Linked DNA regions of Mus musculus: regions 1, 2 and 3 are each linked to region 4. Evidence: chromatin contacts called from public promoter capture Hi-C data. All regions are on one chromosome and are shown on one strand. The core of a region is the stretch at or near the end of the contact, and the rest is flanking DNA. Distances in the headings are between cores, read along the strand shown. Region 1 holds the start of Ptprf (protein tyrosine phosphatase, receptor type, F). Region 2 holds the start of D4Ertd617e (DNA segment, Chr 4, ERATO Doi 617, expressed). Region 3 holds the start of Mob3c (MOB kinase activator 3C). Region 4 holds the start of Tmem53 (transmembrane protein 53).

Region 1 (5,618 bases), core at 1,865-4,364, 1.0 Mb before region 4:
GCGGGGGTGGGGCGGGGCTTCAGCCCTCCTACCTGTGAGTATCACAGCCACTAAACTGGGCAGAGGTACAGGACCACCAAATAAACCTCACATTACTGACATTCAGGGTGGTGAGCAGAAAAGACAGGTGGGCTTCTCTATTCATAAATGCCAAGACCACCGAAGATTGCAGGGTGACTGCCTAAGCCCTGGTGAGGGAAACTTTCTTGACCTGGTCATTCACATCTGGTGGCTCCTTGTGAACAGAAGGGAAAAATATCTTCACTGTTTTTTTAAATTAATTAATTAAATGTATATGAGTACCTTGTAGCTATCTTCAGACACACCAGAAGAGGGCATCGGATTCCATTATAGTTGGTTGTGAGCCACCATGTGGTTGCTGGGAATTGAACTCAGGACCCCTGAAAGAGCAGTCAGTGCTCTTAACCGCTGAGCCCTCTCTCCAGCCCTTCACTGTTTTAATAAATACATTCCAGTCACCTGCTGAGTGTTGGCGCCCTTGTTGGCCACTGGAACAAGGCAGTGGATGAAGCAGACACATCCCTCCTGTCCTTAGAGTCTTAGATGAGGGAAACACAAAGATGTAGATGTGGTGACAACTCAAGGGGACGTAACTCACGAACCCAGCCCAAGTGTGGCTTTCTGGAAGAAGCCAATGTCCCTCAGCAAGTATGAACTCTCTCCAGGTTCAGTAAGTTGAAGGGTGAGTTATCATATAACTATGTACAAGAACATTTAAAAATTGAGTTTGGCTTTGGTTGGGCTAATGTGGAGGTCAGAATTAACCAGTCTCTCCTCATCCCATCTGTGTCTCTGTCTCCTTCACGAAGTTTGCAGGACTGACGACCAATTGGGCAGGAGATCTATATTTCTGGTCCAGTGACTGAGTTTCTTGCCTGAGATGAATGGGGATAGACCTGAGACAGGAATTCTATTTATCTGAGGGACAGCTGAGACATAGCATAGAGAAGGGGCTTAGTCCAAGGAGCTGGAGCTCACACGGGGGCCAAGGGGTGGAAAGAGGCAGGAGAAGGAAAGACCTAGTATTGAGCCGTGGAAATGAAGAGACGACGCGGCCAAGTAATTGGAGAACCCGTGGTCATGGAGGGCAGGCTAGGCCGGTAAAGCCAGGGGAAAGAGCTGTTTCCAGAAGTCAGCGAAAAGGAGGTCGAAAATTATATGTTTTTAAACTGGGGAACTAAACAGTCAGAGTTCTGAAAAACAGACAAAATATATTTAAAGATGGATAAAAAAAAATTGCAGCAGCTCTCCCACAGCACAACAAAATTACCCGTGGGTGAAAAACCACTGCCTTAGGAGTATTCATTTTGATCTATTTGTCATCTGGGCCGAAGTGCCCAGATTCTCGGAAGCCAGGCCTATTGCCTTATCGTACACCAGGGGGCGCACGCGTACTGCTTGTGAATGCAGCTCCAAGACAAAAGCTGCCCTGTGATTTAGGTGTTCCCCTGAACTTGATCCTCAACCCAGATCCCTAAACCTAGCAGGTAACCATTGAGAACCCAGGAGCCTCAATAGTCCCCAGATCTTGTTTTTATTTCTCATCTGATTTTAAATTCTCAGAAAAATCGGAGAGATGCTATGCAGAGACCAGAGCCTTCACAAAGGATCTCACCTGATCCAGGCTGTAGAGGCCAGAAGGGTCTCACCTCTTGTCTTAATGGTGAAGCCTCGTGGTGTGGGATTGGGAACAGAAAATGGCTGGCGTGACCTTGATGACTTTCTAAGTGATAGTTTCACGTGAGGAGCCTGAAGGCTTTGATGCCAAGGCTGGCTCTTGTTTGGAGATCACCAAGTCCCTATAATCACAGCTTGGAATATAAATCTTCAAGCAGGTTATTGGTTTAGTCCCTAGCACTGCACACACTGGACACGGTGGCACGTGCATTTGAATTTGACATGAGGTCAGTGAAGTTCAAATGCAAGTGGATGGTTTCAGGGTGGTGTGGCTGTGGACAAGGAGTCTGGAATTCAATGCTAAGGCGTATACTGAACAGATCTTGAGACCGGGGATCATTCATATCTGCTAGAATTAGTGTAGATGTTGGGATATTGGTTAGCCTCTGGGTGGGGTTGACCTCAGATCAGAGCACAGGGGAAGAGCGGTGTAGAGATAAAGGTCCGTGTGGAGTTTCTGTAAAGCCAGTCCCATCTCAGGTTGCACAATTATTAGAGTTGGATCAGATTATTATACTAAAAGATCACCAAGATGGGAGAGGTATTGAGATCAGTGTCTGTATTAGGGTGTGTTCCCCAACTCCTCTGGTGACCCAGTTCCAATTTTTCTATTGGAATTGAGAGTTTCAGCGTTGGAGTGTTCAGCAATCAAGAGCAGAGGACTTGGGTCTGGTTCCCGGCACCCACACTGGGTTCCTCACACCCTCCTGTAACACCACACGGTGAATATGCATATACAAGCACACACACACACTGGCGTACACACACAAATACATATATAAATAAAAATCTTCTTTAAAAATCAAGAATCCCAGCAGGGAAATGTTCTTGTCTGGGATAGAAATAAAGCAGAGACTAGAACACATGAAAGCACTGGGCTCCGGTGTGAGGCAGCTGCCTTAGCATAGTATTTTCTTCTGTATAAGGGTCTCAATATCTATACCGGACTCCATTCAGACCAAGGGTTGGGGCTGCTATCAATATCAAACTTAGGCCAGGTAGAAGAAATGAAGCCATTTAGTGTTCGAATCTGTAATTGGAGTCCATACACTATAGGCGTTCAGTTAAAAAAAAAATTACTACTTTTTCTGATTGCTAGGCAAATTTTAGGGTCTGGACTCAACATTAGGTTTAAAGGTGGTTCTGGGTTGGATTGGCGGCAGGGGACCCTAGAGAAGTATTACGTACATGTGAGGATTTGGGAGGGTCTGGACTTTTGTGTCTAAGTTTGGTTCTATCCACGCTCGTTCCTGAGGTTTAAGCTCAATTTTGATGTTCCAGGCGGTTTAGACTTGGGGTTGGTCTGCAGCCTCGTTGGGCCTACAGCTCCACTCCTCTACAAGCGAGAGTGCACGAGGGGAGGGGCGGCGCCGGGGACGCGCACGGCAGGGGCAGGGACGCGGGCGCGGGCGGGCGGGCGCGCGCGGCTGGAGCTGGCGCGGGAGCGGTGGCGGCGGCGGCGGCAGAGGCGGCGGCTCCGGCTCCAGCTCCGGCTCCGGCTCCGGCTCCTGCTCGGGCGGCGGTGGAGGTGGCGGTGGCGGGAGCGGGCGACGGCGGCGGCAGCGGCGGACTGAGAACGGCGGCCTCAGCGGCTCGAGGGGGGACATGCAGACCGACGGCCCCCGGAGAGGCGGTGAGTGACCCCCCGAGCCCCCTTCGGGCCCCTCGATGCGCGGCCCTTCCGCGCCATCCCCACCCTGCCCCCGCGTCCGTGGAGCTGAGCCGGGGGCGGGCCCGGGGGCGCCCGGAGGCCGGGCCGCGCCCCCACCTGCCGCGCCCGCGATCTCGTCCGAGCCCCCGCCGCACCTGAGCCGCAGCCCGCACCCCCCGTGCAAAGTTTCCCCGCGCCGGTGGGCGCCCGGTTCCCCATCCGCCGCGGTCGCGCTCCGGGGGCGGCCTTCAGCCTCCCCCGCCGGCCCCGGGCGGGTCCAGGCCGCCTCCCCCGTCCCACGGCGCCCCCTCCCCGCCGGCGGAAGAGCCGCAGCCGACGCCGGGTCTCGCGGGCAACCGGGCGCACGTGCGGCCCCGGGACGAGCGGGGCGTGAGTTGCGAGCCCCCCTTCCCTGGTCTCCGTACGGAGCGCGGCCCGGGGAGGGGCCGGCCGGGCGGTCCCAACCCCCACCTCGAGCGGCGCCCTCGAGGCCCCAGAGCGGCTCGTCCCGGGAGGACGGGTGCGCTCGGACCCGCTCCGAAAGTTCACTCAGTCGCCTCCCGGCGTCCCGCCCCGTCCCGTCCCGTTCGGGTGTGCCTGGTCCCCAGTCTCTGCGCCCGGGTTTTCGTCTCGGCGCCTTTCTCGGTTTCCCTAGGTGTCTCCGGCTCCCTGTGTCGCTCACTGCCTCCCGATCTTCCTCCCTGCGGTCTCAGCTTGTCCAGCCGTGGGTTTCTCTCCCTTTCCAGTCTCTGTTTCTCTCCCCGAGTATCGGGTTCTTTCTCCCTGGTCTTCCTGTCCTCTTTCCCCAGGTCTCCGTGTTCCCTTTCTTCAGGTCTCCCTGTTCCCTCTCCCAGGTTTCCATGTTCCCTCTCCCCGAGTCTCCGTGTTCCTTCTCCCCGGGTCTCCCTGTTCCCTCTCCCCGGGCCTCTGTGCCTCCATGTCTCTGTAGCTCCCTCCTTAGGTGTCTCTCTGCTTGGTGTCTCTGAATCCCCCTCTGTCAGGCCCCCTCCCCCACGTCTCCGGAATGCGGCCCCTCTGGTTCTTCTTACCCCGGGAGGGGGAGGGGCTAGCCCTTCTCCCCATTTCTCCCCCTCCCTCTGCAGGGCCCCTGAGTTGGAGCAGGTGGGGTGGGAGCTCTACCTGCCAGTAGCTGTGGAATGGGAGGGAGGACCACCCTGAGAGCAGCCAGGGCCGGCCTGGGGATGCTGGATAACCAAGGGCTGTTGTTGAGGAAGACTCCACTTGTGCTGCTGAAGGGCCCAGGGTGGCATCCTGAGTGACCCGGTGCTGGCTCTGGCCTGGGAATACGGGGAAGTATTTTCTGGTTGGTAGGCCTGGGGAAGGAAGGACAGTCAGTGGTAGTTCCTGGATGAAGGGCCCAGTCTGGGATCCTCTGGGAGGTACCAGGAACCTGATAGGATCCAGGGGAGAGGTCTGACAGGAAATCGGGGGCCGGGCAGGGGGGGGGTATTCTGTTTTGGCTCCGTTTTAACTCTTGCTTCAGGGAGCGTGAAAATCCCTGTTTTTACAGATTATGTGGATATGCCTAGGGCTCCAACGACTCTTTAAGAACAAGCCTTCACTCTCAGCTAGGGCTCAGGCCACATACCCCATAGGCCCCACCTTCCCACCTGCCTTCTGGGTCTCAGCTCACCCTCCATTCTGCCAGTGCACTTCACAGTCCCTGGAAGGAGGAGCCCTCCTGCAGAAACCCGCTGTGCTTGCACACAGGGCACACCTGTCTGTGCGTGCGCCCTGCACACTCAGCCTCAGGCCTTGCTGCACACATGCTTTCTTGCACTTTCTAATACAGTTCCTTCATGGTTTTGTTTCCCTTGAGTCACCATGGTCCTCTTCCCTTCCTCTAATGGGGACAGTTTTAATAGGATCCTTCTCTTCTCGCAGCCGCATCCCCTTCCCTCTGTCCAGGCCCATGTGTTTAGGGCTATGGGAAGAGGACTTTAGTTCTGGGTGCCAGAGAAGCAGTTTGCTGGGGGTGGGGTGAGGTGAACTGCAGCAAGGCTAGGCTGGCTGGAAACCTTGCCTTGTGAGTTGTATTGATGTGTAGCAAGATACTGTTCCCGGTGCTTTGTGCTGTCTCTATACTTCTTCCCAGTCACCTGTACTAGAGTCAGTTTGAGGACCTCAGTGGGAGGAGGTAGCCCCCAGCCTGAACAACCTCTGCGCTCCAGCGTGACAGGGCAAGATCTCTTTGCGGGTCTTAGGTTCAGTCCCCTGTAGAAAGATAATCGAGACTAGGGTGGGCCTC
Region 2 (6,230 bases), core at 3,445-5,944, 1.4 Mb before region 4:
TGGAAACCTTTAAAAAAAAAATACTCCCGAGGAGAGCATTCCCCTTCTTGATGTTAACACCGTCAGCTTAACAGGATCACTTGGCATGGCCTGTGAGGGTTATGTAGGTTAGGCTAGCCTCTGGGCATGTCTGGGAGACTGTCTGGGTTAGCTTCTGGAGACATCTGTGAGTGGCATCTTGATTAGTTTGTTGTAGTGGGAAGATGCATGCTAGCTGTGGGCTGCCCTGATCCCACAAAGAGAAACTCAGCCGCACGCCAGCATCTATCACCTGCTTCCCAGCTGTCTCTGCAACGTGAGTGTGCCTCCAGCTCCTGTCGCTGCGAATTTCCTGCCATGATATACTGTATCCTTGAACTGTAAGTCAAAAATAAAAACACTTAAGTTGCTGCTTTGTCGGGGACTTTTAATGTTTTTGGTTTGGTTTCGTTTCGTTTCGTTTTTTAATCACAGCAATGAGAAAAGCAACACTAATATATGCAGATCTCATCCTCGAGGCTTAATTGTTCTGAGGATACAGGACATAGACTCACGTACACATTAGGTCTGATTAAAGATCAGTTCTATTCTGTTCACAGAAGCCTCTATGTGAACAATGGTGGACTGATATACACAATGAGAGCCAGCATGGGGCGCCTTGCGGTCTTTAGAGTGGCTACATAGAGCCATACTTCTGTTGCCTGAATCACACAGGAAATGTTGTGCACCACTCCCAGGTTGTGAAGGGAGAGGCTTGGAAATGTCAGCAGATACAAAACCCAAGCATCCACTCTCCTTGTTTTCTGTGTCTTCATTTCTGTTGGCCCAAGGAAGCCTTTACCCTCCTGGTCTCACCAAAGTCCCCGCCATCCAGAGCAACACCATATGAACACTGTCAACAGCAGCCTGGACAGTGGCACTGGGTGGCCCGGTATCATCTGATTTGGTTGTCAGTTCACACACATGCATTTCAGACCCAATGACTTCCACTTAATATCTTATACTGAGAACACCAGAAGATCCCATTGGGCATTCAGTCAGTGATCACTTTGGAAGGCATTCCAATCACTTGAGTGCCTAAGAAGTAGAGTTGAGGCGCAGAAGTGAATCTTTATGATATAAAAAATAAATTATGTGTATTCTGACTGCATGTATAAATGTGCACCATGAGTACGCCTGGTACCTGCAGAGGCCAAAAGCAAGCATCAGATCCCTGGAAATAAAGCTCTTCGCCATGTGGGTGCTGGGAATCCTCTGGAAGAGCAGCCAGAGCTATTAACTGCTGAACTCTCTCCAGCCCACTAAGGTTAACTCTGAAAGTGATCGTTGTGTTCCCACAGGACGGTTCCTTTTCAAAGAGTCAACATATTTCTGTTTTCATCTTTCCCCAAATCATCCAAAGTATAGCTGTCATTAATGGTTGACAATGCAGAAGAAAATTTGTAAAATCAGTGTGCACTTAGTAGGCTGTAATGTAAAACAGCACACTATGATTCCAATGTTCACCTGTCTTACCACATCACTGTGACATTGAGTAAGCTTTTTTGTGTTTGGACGGAACCCAGGACCTAGTATGCAGTAAGTAGGTGCTCTACCATGAAGCATCGTTTTTTCAACATTACACTTTGTATTGTGCACCTGTGTGCCCATAAATGTGAAAGTTAGAGGTCAACTTGGAAGAGTAAGTTCTGCCCTTCCACCATGTGGATCCCTGGGATTGAACTCAAAAGACATTAGGTTTGGCAGCAAGCACCTTTAACCACTGAGTCATCTAACTGGCCCGTTTCTTTCCTCTGCCACGGCAAGTTGCCTTTCTATAGCCCATGTCTAGATTCTCACCCAACATCTTAACCATTTGTGTTTTCCACGTCATGAAGTCTCTGAAGGTTTCATTGAAGTCTGTTGCTAATGTCACTTCTTTGGGAACATCCCTGTGTTCACGTGACTAAGTTTTCCTTTACCGAGTATGAGTGTATGTCCCGTGTCTAGAACATCTAGTAATGACACCCCAATGTCAGCTATTTCCATAGTAACACCACTGCTTGCTTGTCCTAGCATTTCATTTCTGTGCACACATTTGTATTTGCCAGTCACTTCTCATAATGACTTAAATTATATGTGGGTTTATGCCTGGGGACAAGAAGGCAAGAGAACTACACTGTGCTATCCATGAGTTTTTTAAAAATGAGTGACAGGCACAATGACAGCCATGCATGGACTCTGAAAAGTCCATGCACGCAGCCTTAAGAACAACCTCACTTTCAAAGTAAGACAACATTTTTACCTCAAGCAATACAGATACTACTTGTGCATACTGGTCAATTCATTTTCAGGGACGGAATAATAAGACGACATGATAGAAGTCCTACAAAAGAAACAATGGATTCTGCTCGTATGCCTTTGCTCCAGGAAAACGGGCGAAAGACACTTCTAAGTCTTGTATAAAAGGGTGTGGTATTCATAACTCAGCATGGCAAGCTGTTTTCCTAATCTCAATATGTTCCACACAGAACTCAAAGCTTCTACTTCTGCAGCTCCCACTGGGCTGATGAGGTTACACTACACCCCAGAGTGCTGTCAACTGTTAATATCAGGTCTTCTGAAAACACAACAGTGCCACCAGAACTTAGCCGAAATGAGATCAAAACTATTTGCTTCTAGAAATTCACTAGCATATAAAACCACAACTGTCTCATGTGTGCACCCGCATGCCATAAGAAAACATGAAAATCTTCTTAGTAATACATGTGGTTCTTATTTTCAACTTTCTTAAAAACAAAGCATGATTTCAGGAGCAAAGAGGAGAGCAGAGACAAGCTGGTTACTACCCCATTTAGCAGCAGGACCCAGAGGGGCCACACAGCACACCTGCAGTCTCTCATAAGCACCTCAGCATCTCCAACCCAACCAGCAAGGCTCAGCAGACATTACGGAAAGCTGCCCCTGTATCCAGACCCCATCTGCCCCCCAGGGGCTCACATGCTGAAGGTACACAATCCTTTAAGTGATGAGATGAGGGGGTCCTTTAAGAGATGAGTCCTAGGGGCAGGTATTAGGTCCCAGGAGCATTGACATTGGTGGAGTTGGTACCTGTGTCACAAATTTTGTTCCTACAAAAGCAAGTTAAACAAGGCTGGCCCCACAACCTCTGCTTGCTGTAAGACCTACCATCATCATGCCACCGCTGCTCTCGTCTGAAGGCACTACCATTCTGGACCTAAACTGACCAAAGCTGAGGTAAATAACCCTTCTTTATGAAGTACTTCAACTCAGGTATTTTGATAGAGCAACAAAGTAGTGTTTTAGGGTTTGCATTGCTGTGAACAGACATCATGACCAACCTCTTATAAGCACAACATTTATTTCATTGGGGCTGGATGACAGGTTCAGAGATTCAGTCCTTTATCATCAAGGTGGAGCATGAGAGTCCAGGCAAGCATTGCACCGCTGAGAGTTCTACATCTTCATCTGAAGGCTGCTAGAAGACTGGCTCCCATCTGGTTAGGAGGAGGGTCTCATTGCCCACCCCCAGTGACACACTTCCTCCAACAAGGCCACACCTAATAGTGCCACTCCCAGGGCCAAGAATATGCAAACCATCACAGGTATATTACTACAAAACCCCAGCAGAATAAATCCCAAATGAGGGACTGCTTAAGGATATAGAATATAGGGTTATACCTTAATTGTGAAGTGGGCAGTGTTTAACGTGAGAAAGGGAGACAGGGTAGAGAGAGCCATAAAAACTGAGTGTCTACAGCACAGAGGCAGGTCTGCCTAATACACAGCCATCTGCCCTTTTAGAAGCAGGAAGCTCTGGGCACCGGCAGTGAGAACGAGATACAAACGCCCATTACCTTGACTGATCACCATCAACACTGTACACATATACACTATAGCCATTAACACTAAAGTGCTGCATCTGAATGGGGATGCCAGCAAGCCTACAATCCCAGCACTAGGAGGCAGAGGGAGGGGGAGCAGTTTGAGGCCAGCTTGGGCTACAGTTTGAGAATGTCTCAAAACAAAATGTAATTTGGAGCCAAATGTCCAAGGAAGAAAACAGTTCAAACAGGATGAAGGGAACAGAAGAAAATATTCTCAAAACTTACCATTCCCATCCAGGAAACATCAGGACACTGTAACTGTGGGAAAGCACAAGTTCCTGAGATGATAAAATGGCAGAGAGGGGTTACTAGGCAGATAAAAGCCTGAATCTGTCACATAAAGTGGCACACAGCTTTAATCCCAACACTCCGGAGGCAGAGGCAGGGGCAGGCAATGTCTGTTGTGTTTGAGGACACCCGGTCTACAAAGTGAGTTCCAGGACAGCCAGGGCTAAACCAAGAAACCCTGTCTTGAAAAACAATATATTTTTTAAAACCTGAATCTTTCTAAATAGCCTAATCAAAGAATAAATACCAGCCCAGAAAGCAGAGCACCATACATAGGCTTCCACTGTCAGAAAAGCTTAGGAGGGAAGGACGGGAATGAGAAGCCCCACGGTCCTCATGGCCAAGGGAGGCAGCAGGACCCTGCCTGTAGCCCTCGCATCTTAAGCCACAATTCATACCAGTCAAATTAAAGTCGCTTTCAGAATAGGAGGTGGAAATTTTTCCTGTTTCCTTTCTTTAAAAGATCTTAAAAATGGAACACAACAAAAGGCATAAAATAAGAAAGGAAAATACCAGGCACAGGAAGTAAGGGACCAATCTAGATGGCCTAAAACAGAGACCATGTAACAGTTTATGGCAGACCCGGGCTCTCACAGGAACCTGCCACAGCCAGTCCTCCCGGGGGACTAATGTAAAAGGGCATCTGGGAGACGAAGAAACGGTAAGGTGGAGGCCCGCCCTGCAGCTACCAAAAGAGAGGCATGGCCAACAAACACTAAGATTCTTTTGGTTTGGATTTTGGGTTTGTTTTTTCCAAGAAAGGGCATCTCTCTGTGGCCCTGGCTGTCCCAAACTCCCTCTGTAGACCAAGCTGGCCTTGAACTCAACAGAGATCTCCTGCCTCTGCCTCCCAAGTGCTGGGATTACAGGTGTGCACCACAACAGCCCAACAGCAGCAATACTCTTTAATGTGCAAACTTCTCCATCTTTTAAAAAGTATCTGGTTTTAACCCAAGAGTATCTTTCTTCCATAAGTTTAATTTATTAAAATAATTTTCTACAAAAAGCAGGACAAACACTGAGTGTGCTGTACACCCCCCTTCTCCTGGGTTCTTTATAGAAGATGATGCTACTCAGCGGGCTTTACTCTTCAGTTTCTGTCTTGCTCGTTTTCCGGGTCTCTTCTGCACAAACAAAACAAAAACCATATGTTGTCACACACAGCACTTGGCCTTCTGTGCCAGGGTGAGGAGTCAAGGGGAGTAGAAAGGGGGTTGAGAAGATACTAATCAGGCCCCAACTTGGACCCCTCACTTACATTTGCCCCTTTCTTCCCAGGCCTCCTGGAGCCCTTGCCGTGAGCCACCTTGGCTCGGAAGCTGGAGACATCGTCGTAGCTCTCTTTCGTGTTCCATTTGGAGCCTTTCTTCTTTCCACCAAAACCAAACTTCTGATTTTTGTATCTTCGTTTGGCATTAGGCCTGAAAAAGGTGGCCCCACAGACAGTACACTGTAAACCCCATGAGCCTTATAGCTGGGTGACAGCCACAGGTTCATCTCTGCAGTCCTTAAGGCTCTCCTTGGCTTATATTTTTACTCTACAAACCACCCAGGCAAACTCATCTGTTCACGACATATGAGAAGGAAAACAAACAAAGAAAAGGAAGAAAGGATCTATAAACACCACCAGCTCCCTGCTTCCACTGGCATCCATTGTAATGCAATCAGCTAGTTTAGCCCTAAGTGTCTCTATTCCTCTCATGGACAAAACCACAGTTAGCATTCAAATGTAACAAGTTTCAGAAACTTCTCAAATTCTGTCTAGCCAAACCATGTCACCTCCCCTCTTAGACTGGCTCCAGTTCCTTAGAAATGCCAACTTGTAATTGGTGCCTCCTGCCATTGGCCCAGCACAGGCCTCGCATGCCCTGCGCGTTGCATCGTAATCACCCTCACCTGGTTTTCCAGCGCATGGCACTTGTGATGCATCACCCTTGCTCACCGGGGCTGCTGTGCAAGTGGAGACAGACTAGACCTCCACTTCCCTACCTACCTTTTCTTTACACATACAACTCTGTTACCTTCTCAAAACCGGAACATGACCTGCCCATAACTGAGTCAAACCACTGTTGTCTC
Region 3 (6,106 bases), core at 1,669-4,168, 1.4 Mb after region 4:
CTTTCTTGAAATCTTGCAGAGGGTGTGCCCTGGGCTCCAAACCGGTGCTTACAGGACTTACTGTTGAGCTTTACAGAAGTGACAGAGGGTTTTGCAGGCCCCAGACAAGGTATCCTCTGGAAGCCCCATAGGCCATCTGTGTAGTGAGAGAGCCTGGCTGCGCTGTACTTGAGAGGGGGGTGGACTTTGAGTTCCTCTGGGATATCCCGAAGTCCATCTGGCCACCGGGGATTCCCAGGGAACAGAAGGGACTTTTCTACCAAAAATGTCTTTTCCGTTTTCTTTACACTGAAAGAGGAAAGGGCCCTCACAAGGCCAGCTGAGTGGCCTTAAGTGTGGCTGCAGGCTCTGCAGGAAGAGGAGGGTGGCAGGCCCAGAACAGTGTTACTTCCTCTGACAGACACTAGAGTTCCTTTCCTCAAAGCTAACCCCTCCTTCAATTCCCAAACAGTATGAGCCGCTGACCTTCCCCTTGCACCCAACACTCCATGGATTTTCAGCATGCCTACTATGTATGCACCTAGCACTGGGGGCTGGGGTAGAACAGCCAGACTCACCCTACCTGTCCTTCTGCATGTTTGCGTTACCTCTTAGAATAGAAGGATCCCAGACTCAGCACAGACTTCAGGGAGCATCCACCAGAGTCTCCCAAAGTCCTGGGATCTTGTCCCTGCTTCAAAACTAGCTTGCTTGCATCACCATGGATTTAGTCCATGCGAATCCTTGAACACCCTACAGGTAGGTGTCTGAGCATCTCAGGCATTTCATCTCGCGCACCAATATACATGAGCTATTGGAGGACGCAGATCCAGGCAATGGCCAAGACTGCAACAGCCACAGACTGAACACGGACCCTGAACACAGACTTATAAACTAAGCTCAAGTTCCATGCTAAATTCTGGCTTGCCCCCAGCCCTGGTTAGTCTGAGCCCTGAGCCTCACACTGAATGAGGCTTGAGACAGTGGCAGAGAAAGCTTATCCTTACCTCTGACTGCCTCTGACTCAACTTTGAAGCAAGTTTCCTTTTTCATTGATAACTGCTGGGGCAGGACTGGGGAAGAAAGGGAGGGGATAAGGCATTTCTGAGGCCTCCGCTTTCCTTTGGCCTCCCCATTACTGATTGATTGTTACAGATTCTCTCACTCTGCCTTTCAATTCCACAGCCTACCTTTCCTGACCCACCGGCCTCCAGCAGCCACCCTGGGATTCTTCTTGATCCCTAAACATGTCCTCACTGTCCTGCCTGTGTGTCTTTTGCTGGTCAGTTTCTGTTTTCTCTTTCTATCTGACCGAATGATCCCTTCTTTGGCAGCTTCCTCCAGATCCCAACCTTGTGTGTGGCTTCTCTGACTGCTTGTTCCTACCCCTCTCCGTCAGGACTTAAGTTGGTGGCTAGGCTTTAGCTTAGACTCTAGAGTCTTAGAGTTGGCTGGGGAGATGTCTCAGTGGGTAAACTTGCCTGAGTTTGATTCTTGGGACCAACATGGTGGAAGGAGAGCACTCCCACAAACTGTCTCTGACCTCCACATGTGCACTGTAATGCGCACATAAATGTGTGTGTTCCCGAGCTCATACGTGCATGCATGAGCAAGTGTGTGGACACACATAAATAAATGTAATTAAGTTTTGAAAGTAAATCTTGCCTCTCAATAAATGAAAAGTGAGGGGGAAAGAACTGATATCAGCTCTGGGCCTCCATCTCTGCATGCCCATCTTCATATACCCACAGCACCACACACACACACACACACACACACACACACACACACATACACACACACGTTGGGATAGCTGAGAGGTCAAGTGGTACGTCCCACATGAACAGATGGCGAAACTGAGGCCTAGGAGGAGGATTTGAGGAGCCTGAATTTGCACAGCAAGTTAGAAGTAGGGGACTGGTATAAAAAGGGACTCAGCCTATGACAAGGTACAAAGTGTCCCTTTCCTGCTGTCTGGCCACTGGCCTGATATAGATAATTGTGAAGGAAGGGAGTAGAGAGGCCCCACCTCCTTAGTATAGAACTTTAGGCCCCAGGACTTTTCCTAGAAAGAGTAAACTTGGAGGTGAGTACGGAAGGTAAGCTAAGAGGGCATCCCGTCTGTTAGCACTATCCTCTCCCAGCCTCACACGGAGCCTCTCTTCCTCTTCCCTGTGGACCCCCCACTTTAATTACTAGGTAGGTGGTCAGTGGTTTGCTTACTCCGTGACCAAGCATTTAATCTTCCTAGATGAAGAGCACAGGCTGACTGACACTGCCTGTTTGTCTTACCTCGTCCCCTGCCAGGGACACACCTGCTCCTTCCTTAGTCTGGCTTAGAATCAGCCAGAAGATGGTCCCAGTTTGAACTCAGAATCTAGCCTAGCACGCCCTGCGGGACAAGATCTAAGTTTGAGATTCTCAGAGAAAGAGGGAGCGACAGACGCAGCGCTGTCCAGCCAGACCCGCCCCTACCTCCCGCGAGCTCCTAAGAACCTCCCCTTAGCTTCAGCTGTTAGGGCCAAACAGGTCCTAGGACCCAGAGGAGCCAGCCTGACATTTCCGCTCCTGAAGACACGCCCCCCACCACCGCCAGCTACCGCCACCCCCACCCCGGACTTCGGACACTGAGAGCCTCGGACCCTGGGCTGAGGACTGTGGCCAGCCTGCTTTTGGGCCGGAGTCGCTTCCAGAAGGTGCCACGCGAGGACCAAGAAGAACTAAAAGTGGAAGCAAGACTGGGCCCTGGGGGGCGCGGAGACGCGGCGCTCACTCACCCGCTCCGCCTGAGTGGACAGCTCCGGGTCTCTGTCCCTGCGGCCACACCGCAACGCGCCGGTCGTCCTCCGGCCTGTGATCCCGCCGTGCGGGTCTCAGCGTCTACCCACCAGTCTGATCTGGGCCGCGGCCGCCGTCCCGCCGCCAGTGCTCGAGGAGACGCCAGCTCCGCCCCAGGCTCAGCCACGCCGCGGCCACGGGGCGGGGAGGGGCGGGGAAAGGGACTCCCCCGTCCCAGGATACTTACTCTTCTCTTTAGCCTTTCCGGGAAGTGGGAAGTCCGATCGGGCTCGCTGTCTCCCCGAGGGCAAAGGACTAACTGAGGAGCCGCCCCAAAGGACCGCCTGGATCTTCCCTAAGGAGATAGCCTCAGATTCATAGGCTGTAGAATGGGAACAAGTTTAGCTTCCGCCTGAAGCAGAAAGAAAAACCGCTGTGGTTTGAATGGTTTCCTAGCCCTCCTGCAGTTATCTGAGCTTCACTTGTCTTTGAATTCAATAAAAGTTCCTAGCAGCCAATGTGTTCAGCTTCAGTCCACTGCCATACAGAGCAACTCAAAACCCACCACTGGAGGCTGCTGCTGGTGGATGGCGCATGTCTTTAATTTCAACACTAGCGAGGTAGAGGCAGGCAAATCTTTGAGTTCCAGGCTGCTAGCCAGCCAGGCTAGCCAGGGCTAGGTGGTAAGATGGTCTCTCTCTCTCTTAAAAACAAAACAAAACAAAACAAAACAAAACAAAACAAAACAAAACACCAAAACCAAAACCAAACCAAACCAAACCAAAACAACCAAACACTTAAATGAATAGCACACGTATGGGAGCCGTGGACTGGGTCAGTCCAGACAGAAACATTCCCAAAGAATGTTCAAAGAAGACCTCGCCTTCCTTGCACCTGGTTCTGGTTCTGTAGACTCTCACACCATCCAAAGTTACCCATTTCCTATCTTCCTTTGTCTCTGTTGTTCTTTAGAATGGCTTCTCTCCCAGCCTGTTCCATCTGGCTCCAAACCTTTGCATACTTGATCTACACTACCCACTCTTCTACCTAGATTCCTCCCCTGGAAACAGGCTGCTATCCCACATCAGTGCTCAATGCATACCATGGCTTGGCCCCAGGAACCTGTCTGCAGGATCTGCCTAGGGTGAGGAGGTTGAAGACAGAGTTCTACTAGGTGAGTGCTATGGTTAACCTTCATTGTTAGCTTCACTAGCTTCGGAACTACCAAGGAGTCGCCTCTCTGGGAGTGTGTATTCCCAAGGGGTTGTTTAACTGAGGAGGACTGGCTCTCCTTGAATGTGTCTCCTGCCATCCTGAACTAAACTAACAGAAAGGTGGGTGAGGGTGGGGGAGCCAATAGAGCACAGGTGTCCATCCACCTCCATTTCTTCACCACTGTTCCAGACTCTTGCTGTCACAGCTTAGAGCCTGTCTTGACATACTTTCCCTACCATGGTGGACTGCACTCTCAAACTGTGAGCCAAAACAAAAAGCTTTTCCTTAGTATTTTGTTACAGCATAAAAAGTAAGTACCACAGAAGGCCAAGGCAGGCAGCTGGGCTGCCGAAGACATCCCGGAGGACATGAAAGCGAGAAGGAGTGACTGCGGAGACATTGGAGCCTGAGGCTTTATACTGAGACACAACTGCTCCATTGGATTCCCTGGCTCTGGGTCTGCTTTCTCAACCACATGAGAACACACTTAGATCCTTAAGAATTTTAGGTTAGGGGTTGGATAGATGGCTCAGCCGTTAAGAGCACTGACTGCTCTTCCAGAGGTCCTGAGTTCAATTCCCAGCAACCACATGGTGGCTCAAAACCATCTGACACCCTTTTCTGGTGTGTTTGGAAAGAGCAATGGTGTACTCATATACATAAAGTAAATAAATCCTCTTTAAAAAAGAATTTTAGGTTAGAACTGAGGACTCATCTTTGACTAGGGGCTTCTCTCTATCTTCCTCTCTTTCTCTCTTCCTTTCTTTTAAATTTATTTATGTATGAGTGCTCTGTTGCATGTACACATACATGCAAGCCAGAAGAGGGCATCAGATCCCTTTATAGATGGTTGTGAGCCACCATGTGGGTACTGGGAATTGAACTCAGGACCTGTGGAAGAACAGTCAGTGCCCTTAACCACTAAGCCCTCTCTCCAGCCCCGTAAGGACTTATTTCTTCTCCAGCATAAAATTTCTTATAAACTTTTACATGTTGATGGAATTCACATTTGACATACTGTCAATTTGATATAATTATCAGAGCATTTTTGTTGAGTGTGACAGTGTGCTGAGATTAAGATGATGAATCAGTCACTGATTTCAGGTGCTGACAGATCAGCAGCTGCAACACAACATATGCAGGTAACCATGTCAGAGCTTAGTCGTTCAGAGATAGAAGTGGGGTACATAATGCACTGATGGTCCAATGCTAGGCAAGGGTGGGGATATTCACAGGCAACCCAGAGCACCCTGTTTTGAGGAGACTTTAACAGTGGCACTGCATATAGATGTAACTAGTTGTAGGGAAGCCATGTACAGACTATACCACCAATGAGATAGCAAGGACTGCAGATAGCTGTCAGCAACCCTAAGCTGAGGTACACTGGGAATAGGAGATATGAGAAGGCTATAGCTAGCTCTGTGGCCTAAGGTGGAGACCATACCCAGATCATAGCAGTCAAGAGAAAAACTACTGGTCAATAAGGGTCTCATTTCCCTCTCTTCTCTGGCCAAGTTCCCCGTAGCTAAGTCCCATTAAGAGCCAAGGACAAGGGAACCTGTTGCCACAGCCCAGAGATCAGCCCCCTAGATGCGGAGCTGGGAGGACAGTGTTGGGTAAGGGATGATGTCACAGAGGAAATGACTTAGAAACTGCTCAAGCTCCTCTTATCATTTTGTGCTAAATATTTTACAAATGCCATTTGTAATTGCTTCTCCCTAACTCTTGGATGATTTAGAAGTGAGACTTTAGTTTCTCATCCTAGGAAGAGTTATGTTTTTCTTGTTCACTGCTCTTTACATTGCCTTGTGGTCAGAGATCTTGGTCTATGAGATTCTTTGGAATTTGATACAACTTCCTCTGTGGCTTTGCACATGGTCATTTTCTGTGCCTCTGAGCTAGGTTTTATAGAAAAGGCAGGAATTTAGTGAAGAATGAAGAGACTCTCTGTGGGCTATGTTGGAGATCCATTCTGAAGGAATTTTTGAAGTTCCAGGGTCATGTGCAGACTCCTGGATGTCTGTAGGGCAGGTGATAGGAAGAGTTGGAGTTGGGGCAGCAGAGAGAGATGGTGTGGGTTTCTTAATGCCCATACCCCTTTCTGCCACTCTCAGTCTGGGCTGTATTCTTTCAG
Region 4 (6,169 bases), core at 1,824-4,323:
TATGCTATGCCTTTATACCTGGCCACCTCTTGAGTTCCTTGACTCTCCACTGTGCAGAACTCTCCGCAGTCTCTCTTAGGCTCCTGCCCTCTGCAGCTCCTCCCTCCTTGGTTCTCTTCCAGTGCCTTTCCTTTGGCACTTTCTGCTGTTGGCCAGGGACCTGCCAGCCCTTGGAAGCTCTACCCCTTCAACACAGGCCCCTCACGATGGTGGGGACCCAGCACTGCTCCCTGGTGCCAGCAATAACTTCCTGGGCGTAATGATAGGGCTACATTACTTAACCCTTGCCAGTAACAGACAAAAGGAAGGCCCGCAATAAAGCCTGAACCCCCTCAAGTCGCCTGTGTGACGGCCAAATCAGAGGATGAGATTCCTGCTGTGAGATTCTCTATGAATTCTGCAGGGTCAGTGGGGTGTGGGAAGACAGTCTGCCCAGCCTGACCCACAAAGCCCAGGGCTCCAAATTACTGCAGCCCACCGCTCCACTGGCTGCTCACCTTGCTGCCAATTCAGTGCAGAGCTTGACTCTGTGGCTTTGACTTCCTATTGGGAGGGAGGCAGTTCCCAAACCGAAATATGACTGACAGTCCTACACACTTCCTCAGTAAACACTAACCACAGAGGAAGGGCAGTCTCTGCCCCCAGCCTTCCAGGAAAGTCATTCTGTGTAGCCAGGCAAACCTGTAGAGGAGCTCTCTGCAGAGGAGAAGCCAGAGGTTTCAGAGCCCACAGTGCACCTGGGGTCAGGGTTAGGGTTAGGGTTAAGGAAACATTCCATCACCTCTGGCTTAAGTCTGGAGCATGCACCATGAGAGGGAAGCAGTGGAAACAACCGTGAGCCCTGGAGGAACTTCCTCTTGGAGGAAAGGTTTGAGGAAGCAGGAACGCTGTCCCTTCGAGAGGAAGAAGGCTCACTTTCTAGATAGTATCCACATCATTGCAAAACCATCTGCTTCTACATTCCCTCCCTCCAGAAAACCACAGCTCTCTGCATGGCATCTGAACATGAAACGCTTGAGGTGCCAATAACTAGCCCAAGGCAGGGACACAGCAAAAGCTGAACTGAGCAGAAGGGATGTGAGGCTAATGTGGCTCAATAGGAAGTGCTTTCTAACAATTTCTACAACAGGCCTGGAACGTTAGCTACTGGGAAAGATTAGAGGATATTGGCAATTTCAAGCTCGTTTGGGCTACAGAGTAAGTTCAAGGCCAGTCAAGACAACTGTCATAAAAGGAAGGCTGAGCTGGTGAGTCGGCTCAGCAGGGAGAAGCACTTACTGACAAAGCACAGGACCTGAGCTAGCGCTCCAGCCCACCCAGAAGGAAAAGAGAACCAACTGCTACCAACTGTCCTCTGACCTGTGCACATACACTACGGTGTGCATGCACACACACAAATAAATAAATATGCAATCAAAGTTAATGCGGGCTGAGTATGACACAGTGGTAAAGCACTTGCCTTAGCACGCATGAGGCCCTGCGTTCAATCCCCCAGTCCTGCCTAAATAAATAAGACTGTCTCTACCCACGTGGGGAGAGAGAGAGTCCCTACCCTCCTGGCCTTGCAGAATGGAGAACCAGCCCTTTGCAGCTGATGGTTCTGCCAAGACAGAAATAGTAACTGACTTCATCTAATGCTATTGTCAAAAATTCTTCAAAAGTCCTTTCACATCTATAAGCCCAACGATCCACCTCTAGGGAGAAACAGATAGTGGCAGTCCTTCCTTCGTGCTTTAGGAGATGAGAGGCCCCTGCCCCATCCTAGATAGATTCCAAGCAAGAAACACACAGTGGGACAGGAGGGCATAGGAAGGGAGGCCTGGGGAGACTTTTTTTGTTTTTGGTTTTGGTTTTTTGGTTTTTTGAGACAGGGTTTCTCTGTGTAGTCCTGGCTGTACTGGAACTCACTCTGTAGACCATGCTGGCCTCGAACTCAGAAAACCGCCTGCTTCTGTCTCCCAAGTGCTGGGATTAAAGGTGTGCGCCACCACCACCTGGCTCTGGGGAGGCTTTTGAAGGAAGCACCCCCTAGCTAAACTTTATGATGAGCTGGACAAGTGCGGGGCAGTGGACTGGAAACACCAAAGAGCAGCATTGGCCGACCTGTACTCCAAGCCTCCTCTGCCCCAGTTTCCAAAAGGGACAACCTTCCATTCTCTGGTCCAACAACTTACACTACTTTACAAGCTACTAATCTTAGGAGGCCTCCCACACATCTTTTTTTAATGATATGGCCTTAGGAGGGTTAAACACACACACACACACACACACACACACACGTTAAGTTTAAATGCCAACTACTAAGCTTACTTCCATCAGGATTCATGCCAAGTCCTTTACACAAATAATCTCAGTTGTGCAACCAGCAATTTTTCCTCAGCTTTGCTCCAGGAAAACTAAAATTCAAAGTTGAAAGTTTGCCGAAGGTCATCCAATTACTAAAGGGATAGGATTTCAACAGAATTCCACCCGGCCTAACCGACCATTCTGTTAACCACTGCCAGGGTGAGCTGAGAAGGGCAGGACTAGGCTTGCTGAGTCCCTTGGCTTTTCTGAGGACCAGAGGCTCCCCCAGGAATCCAAACCTCTGCAAAAATGAAGGATGGGCCTAGTCACACTTGCAAATGAGGAGCGAGAATCCAAAACAAAAGAATTAGAATGAACCTTGAAGGGCCTCCAGCTACAAAGGGAAGCAGAACCTTGAGAACCTGTTGTGGAACAGAAAGACCCTCAGTCGACTGGGGGCGGGGCACGGGGGGCGGGGCTGGGAGCGCCCCGCAAGCTCTAGCCAGCCCTGCGGGACCCCCGAAGGGGGCGGGCCGAGGGAGGGCGGGCCGCAGGGTGGGCGGGGCATCGCTGTTAGGTCACCTTCCCAATCCCCCTCCATACTCTGGCTCCAGCAGGGCTGATCCGGGATCTCGATGCTGTAATCCAGCTCGGCCGAGGCCATGGTGAAGGTGCGGGTCTTCAGCACAGGCCTCCCGCCGGAACTCCCGCAGTTTCACCTCGGCGGGGCCGGGACGCCGCCGGGCCACGCCCCTCCCCGCCCACGCCCAGCGCTGTCCAATCCCCGAGCCGCACTCTGTGACCTCCCTGCCTAGCAACCAGGGAGTCGCTTCGCGCCTCGGGCGGCACCCACTAGCCCGGCCCTAGCAACCGCGCCCCGCCCCTACTGTCTTTGGGCCCCAGCAATTGGCTGACTCTCTTGATCTTGGATCAAGTATTGGTCAGTGGGGCAGCGCTCTCGGAGCGACCGCACCCTCCTGTGAAGGTAAGAGTCGGTGGGAGAGTTGAATGAAGTATTACGGGTCTGCAGAGGGCATCTCAGAACTTTGTCTTCTGGTACTTGGTAGAAAACTTGAACTTGCACCTCTAACTACATCTACCTCCATCGCCAGCAGCAGTTCCCAGGCTGGAGGCAGAAAAAACGAACAAAACAGTGTTAGGCGGCGCGTGCCAACGGGTCCTTCTAAACCTGTGGGTTGAGACTGGTTGCCTGACTGGAAAGGGGTCTTCGGGTAATAAGACATGGCCTTTCATGTGTGAGTCCAAGTAGTTTAGACGAGTACAGGAGTACAGCTTTCTTACATTTAGTAAATATTTTCTGAGCTGGGCATAATGGCGCATGCATTTAATTCCAGCTGTGAGGAGTTGAACTCTGTGAGTTTGAGACCATCCTGATCTATCTCCAGGACAGCCAGGGCTACACAGAGACACCCTGTCCAAAATAAATAAATAAACACATACATGCATACATACATAAACAGAAAAAGAAGCTATTTGGGTGATGGGAATGAGTGGGTATGGTGTGTAGGAGACAGAAACCAGGAGGAAAGTATTGAGGGCTGATGATTAATACGGTAAATAAAACCTCAAAGATGGCACTGGATTTACAAAGAAGTTGTTAGCAACCTTTGCAAGTGCCATTCCAGTGAACAAAAGAGTCAGTGGCTTGAGAGTGAGTGGGAGGTGACAGCATAGTGGTATGTCCCTGGAATCCCAGCCAGGAGTCTAAATGCTTCAAGCCATCCTCAGCTACATAACAAGTTCCAGGCTAGCCTATGCTACATGAGACTTGTCTTAAAAGAAAGAGGGGGGATGGAACACTTGCAAGGCAAGTTATTTTGTCATTCGCTGGCAACCGCTAGGAGGTACAGGCTTTTGTTCAGATGAGAGAGATCCAGCAAAGAGATAAAAGATAAAATCACAGGGGAATTGGGTATGTGAAAGCATATGGCCCCCAACCGTGGGGACTCTCACTTTACACTGCTGAGGAGTAACTGGGGAGATGGCTGAGCTAGTGTGAGGAACCAACTTAGACCCCCAGGACACACATAAAGGCTTCGGGGGCGGGGGGGGGGGGCTGGAGAGATTACTCAGTGGTTAAGAGCACTGACTGCTCTTTTGAAGGTCCTGAATTCAAATCCCAGCAACCACATGGTGGCTCACAACCATCTGTAATGAGATCTGATGCCCTCTTCTGAGGTGTCTGAAGACAGCTACAGTGCGCTTAGATATGATAAATAAATAAATCTTTTTTTAAAAAGCTGCGGGGGGGGTGTGGGGGGGCACACAGCTTTCCCAGAACCGAGGAGGCAGAATCAGGCATATCCCAGAGACTTGCTGGCCAGTCACTTTGGCCAAATCAGCAAGATCCAGATTCAGTGGAAAATCCCTCAAAAAAAAAAAAAAAAATGACAAGTGATGGTGAGATGGCTCAGTGACTAAAGGTGCTTGCTGAGCAAGCCTGGTGACCTGCACTCCCTCTGTGAAGTCACAGAAAGGAGGGAGGACAAAGCCAACTCCACACCATTAACCTTTGACCCTCGGCGCTTGTCCTGTGCCATACATATACCCTCTCTCACAAATACATCATCCACACAGTAACAACAGTGATGCTTTTTACAGATTTATTTATTTCATGTATGTGAGTACGCTGTCACTCTCTTCAGACACACCAGAAGAGGGCACCAGATCCCATTACAGATGGTTGTGAGCCACCATGTGGTTGCTGGGAGTTGAACTCAGGACCTCTGGAAGAGCAGTCAGTGCTCTTAACTGCTGAACCATCTCTCCATCCCCATAACCATAAATAATATTTTTTTAAAAGAGTAAAAAGGTGGAGAGAGATAAAGATACCCAGTGTGGTGGGGTCTGGATGTCAAACTCTCAGCTCCTCCCAGCACCATGCCTCACTGTATACCACCATGTTCCCGCCATGCTGATAATGAACTAGACCTCTGAAAGTGCAAGCCAGCCCCAATTAAATTATTTCCTTTATAAAAGTTGCCATGGTTATGGTGTCTCCTCACAGCAATAGAACATTGACTAAGACAGAAATTGGTACCAAGAGGCAGAGTCTTGCTGGGTGAGACCTGACTGTGCTGCTTATGGGTGCAGTGTGAACTTTGGGACTTTGGATTAGGAAAACAGTTGAATATTTTAAGCTACCCTTAATGGACCACACTAGTAGGAGTTTGGAAGACTGGTGCTGAGAGCAATGAAGATCATGCTGGCCAAATTCAAGAGGTTTCAGAGGAGAATATTATGTGTGGCCTAGAGATCATTCTTGTGATGTTTTGGCAGAGAATGTAGCTGCTTTCTGCCCTTGTCCGCCCCCCCCCAAAAAAAAATTGCCTAAGGCTAAACTGAAGAGTTTTGGATTAATGGCATTGGCTGAGGAGATTTCAAGGCAGCCTCGTGTCACACTATATCTATAATGAAAGGGAGCAAACTGAGCAAGAAAAATACAGAATAGGGCTGGAGAGATGGCTCAGCGGGTTAAGAGCACTGACAGCTCTTTCAGAGGTCATGAGTTCAAATCCCAGCAACCACATGGTGGCTCACAACCATCCATAATGAGATCTGATGCCCTCTTCTGGGGTGTCTGAAGACAGCTACAGCGAGCAATTGGGACTGGAGCGAGAAGAAAAAGTGTCTGAAGACTTCTACAGTGTACTTACATATAATCAATTAATAAATCTTTGAAATAAATTAGAATTTTTTTTTTTTTTTGGTTTTTCAAGACAGGGTTTCTCTGTGTAGCCCTGGCTGTCCTGGAACTCACTTTGTAGACCAGGCTGGCCTCGAACTCAGAAATCCGCCTGCCTCTGCCTCCTCAGTGCTGGGATTAAAGGCGTGAGCCACCACGCCCGGCTTAAATTAGAAA

The links. Promoter capture Hi-C pulls out the DNA fragments that hold promoters and counts their contacts.
Region 1: a promoter capture Hi-C map of liver shows a contact between it and region 4, with 2.1 times the contacts expected there. The contact joins the promoter of Ptprf here to the promoter of Tmem53 in region 4. A contact is called at or near these places in 2 of 39 promoter capture datasets (liver and pre-B cells).
Region 2: a promoter capture Hi-C map of pre-B cells shows a contact between it and region 4, with 4 times the contacts expected there. The contact joins the promoter of D4Ertd617e here to the promoter of Tmem53 in region 4. A contact is called at or near these places in 2 of 39 promoter capture datasets (hippocampal neurons and pre-B cells).
Region 3: a promoter capture Hi-C map of liver shows a contact between it and region 4, with 2.8 times the contacts expected there. The contact joins the promoter of Mob3c here to the promoter of Tmem53 in region 4. A contact is called at or near these places in 2 of 39 promoter capture datasets (liver and pre-B cells).

The regions. Positions count from the first base shown.
Region 1 is chr4:118,288,893-118,294,510 of GRCm38.p6, reverse strand. Ptprf (protein tyrosine phosphatase, receptor type, F) reads left to right here and starts at 3,114. Exons shown (of 33, transcript NM_011213.2): 1 at 3,114-3,331.
Region 2 is chr4:118,624,868-118,631,097 of GRCm38.p6, reverse strand. It overlaps D4Ertd617e (DNA segment, Chr 4, ERATO Doi 617, expressed), which reads right to left and starts at 4,694. Exons shown (of 3, transcript NR_029469.1): 1 at 4,092-4,694; 2 at 272-357. Ebna1bp2 (EBNA1 binding protein 2) reads right to left here. Exons shown (of 9, transcript NM_026932.4): 8 at 5,413-5,575; 9 at 3,322-5,278. The coding sequence ends at 5,228.
Region 3 is chr4:115,824,892-115,830,997 of GRCm38.p6, reverse strand. It overlaps Mob3c (MOB kinase activator 3C), which reads right to left and starts at 2,918. Exons shown (of 4, transcript NM_175308.5): 1 at 2,757-2,918.
Region 4 is chr4:117,248,855-117,255,023 of GRCm38.p6, reverse strand. Tmem53 (transmembrane protein 53) reads right to left here and starts at 3,073. Exons shown (of 3, transcript NM_026837.3): 1 at 2,890-3,073. The coding sequence starts at 2,950. Armh1 (armadillo-like helical domain containing 1) reads left to right here and starts at 3,107. Exons shown (of 13, transcript NM_001145637.1): 1 at 3,107-3,271.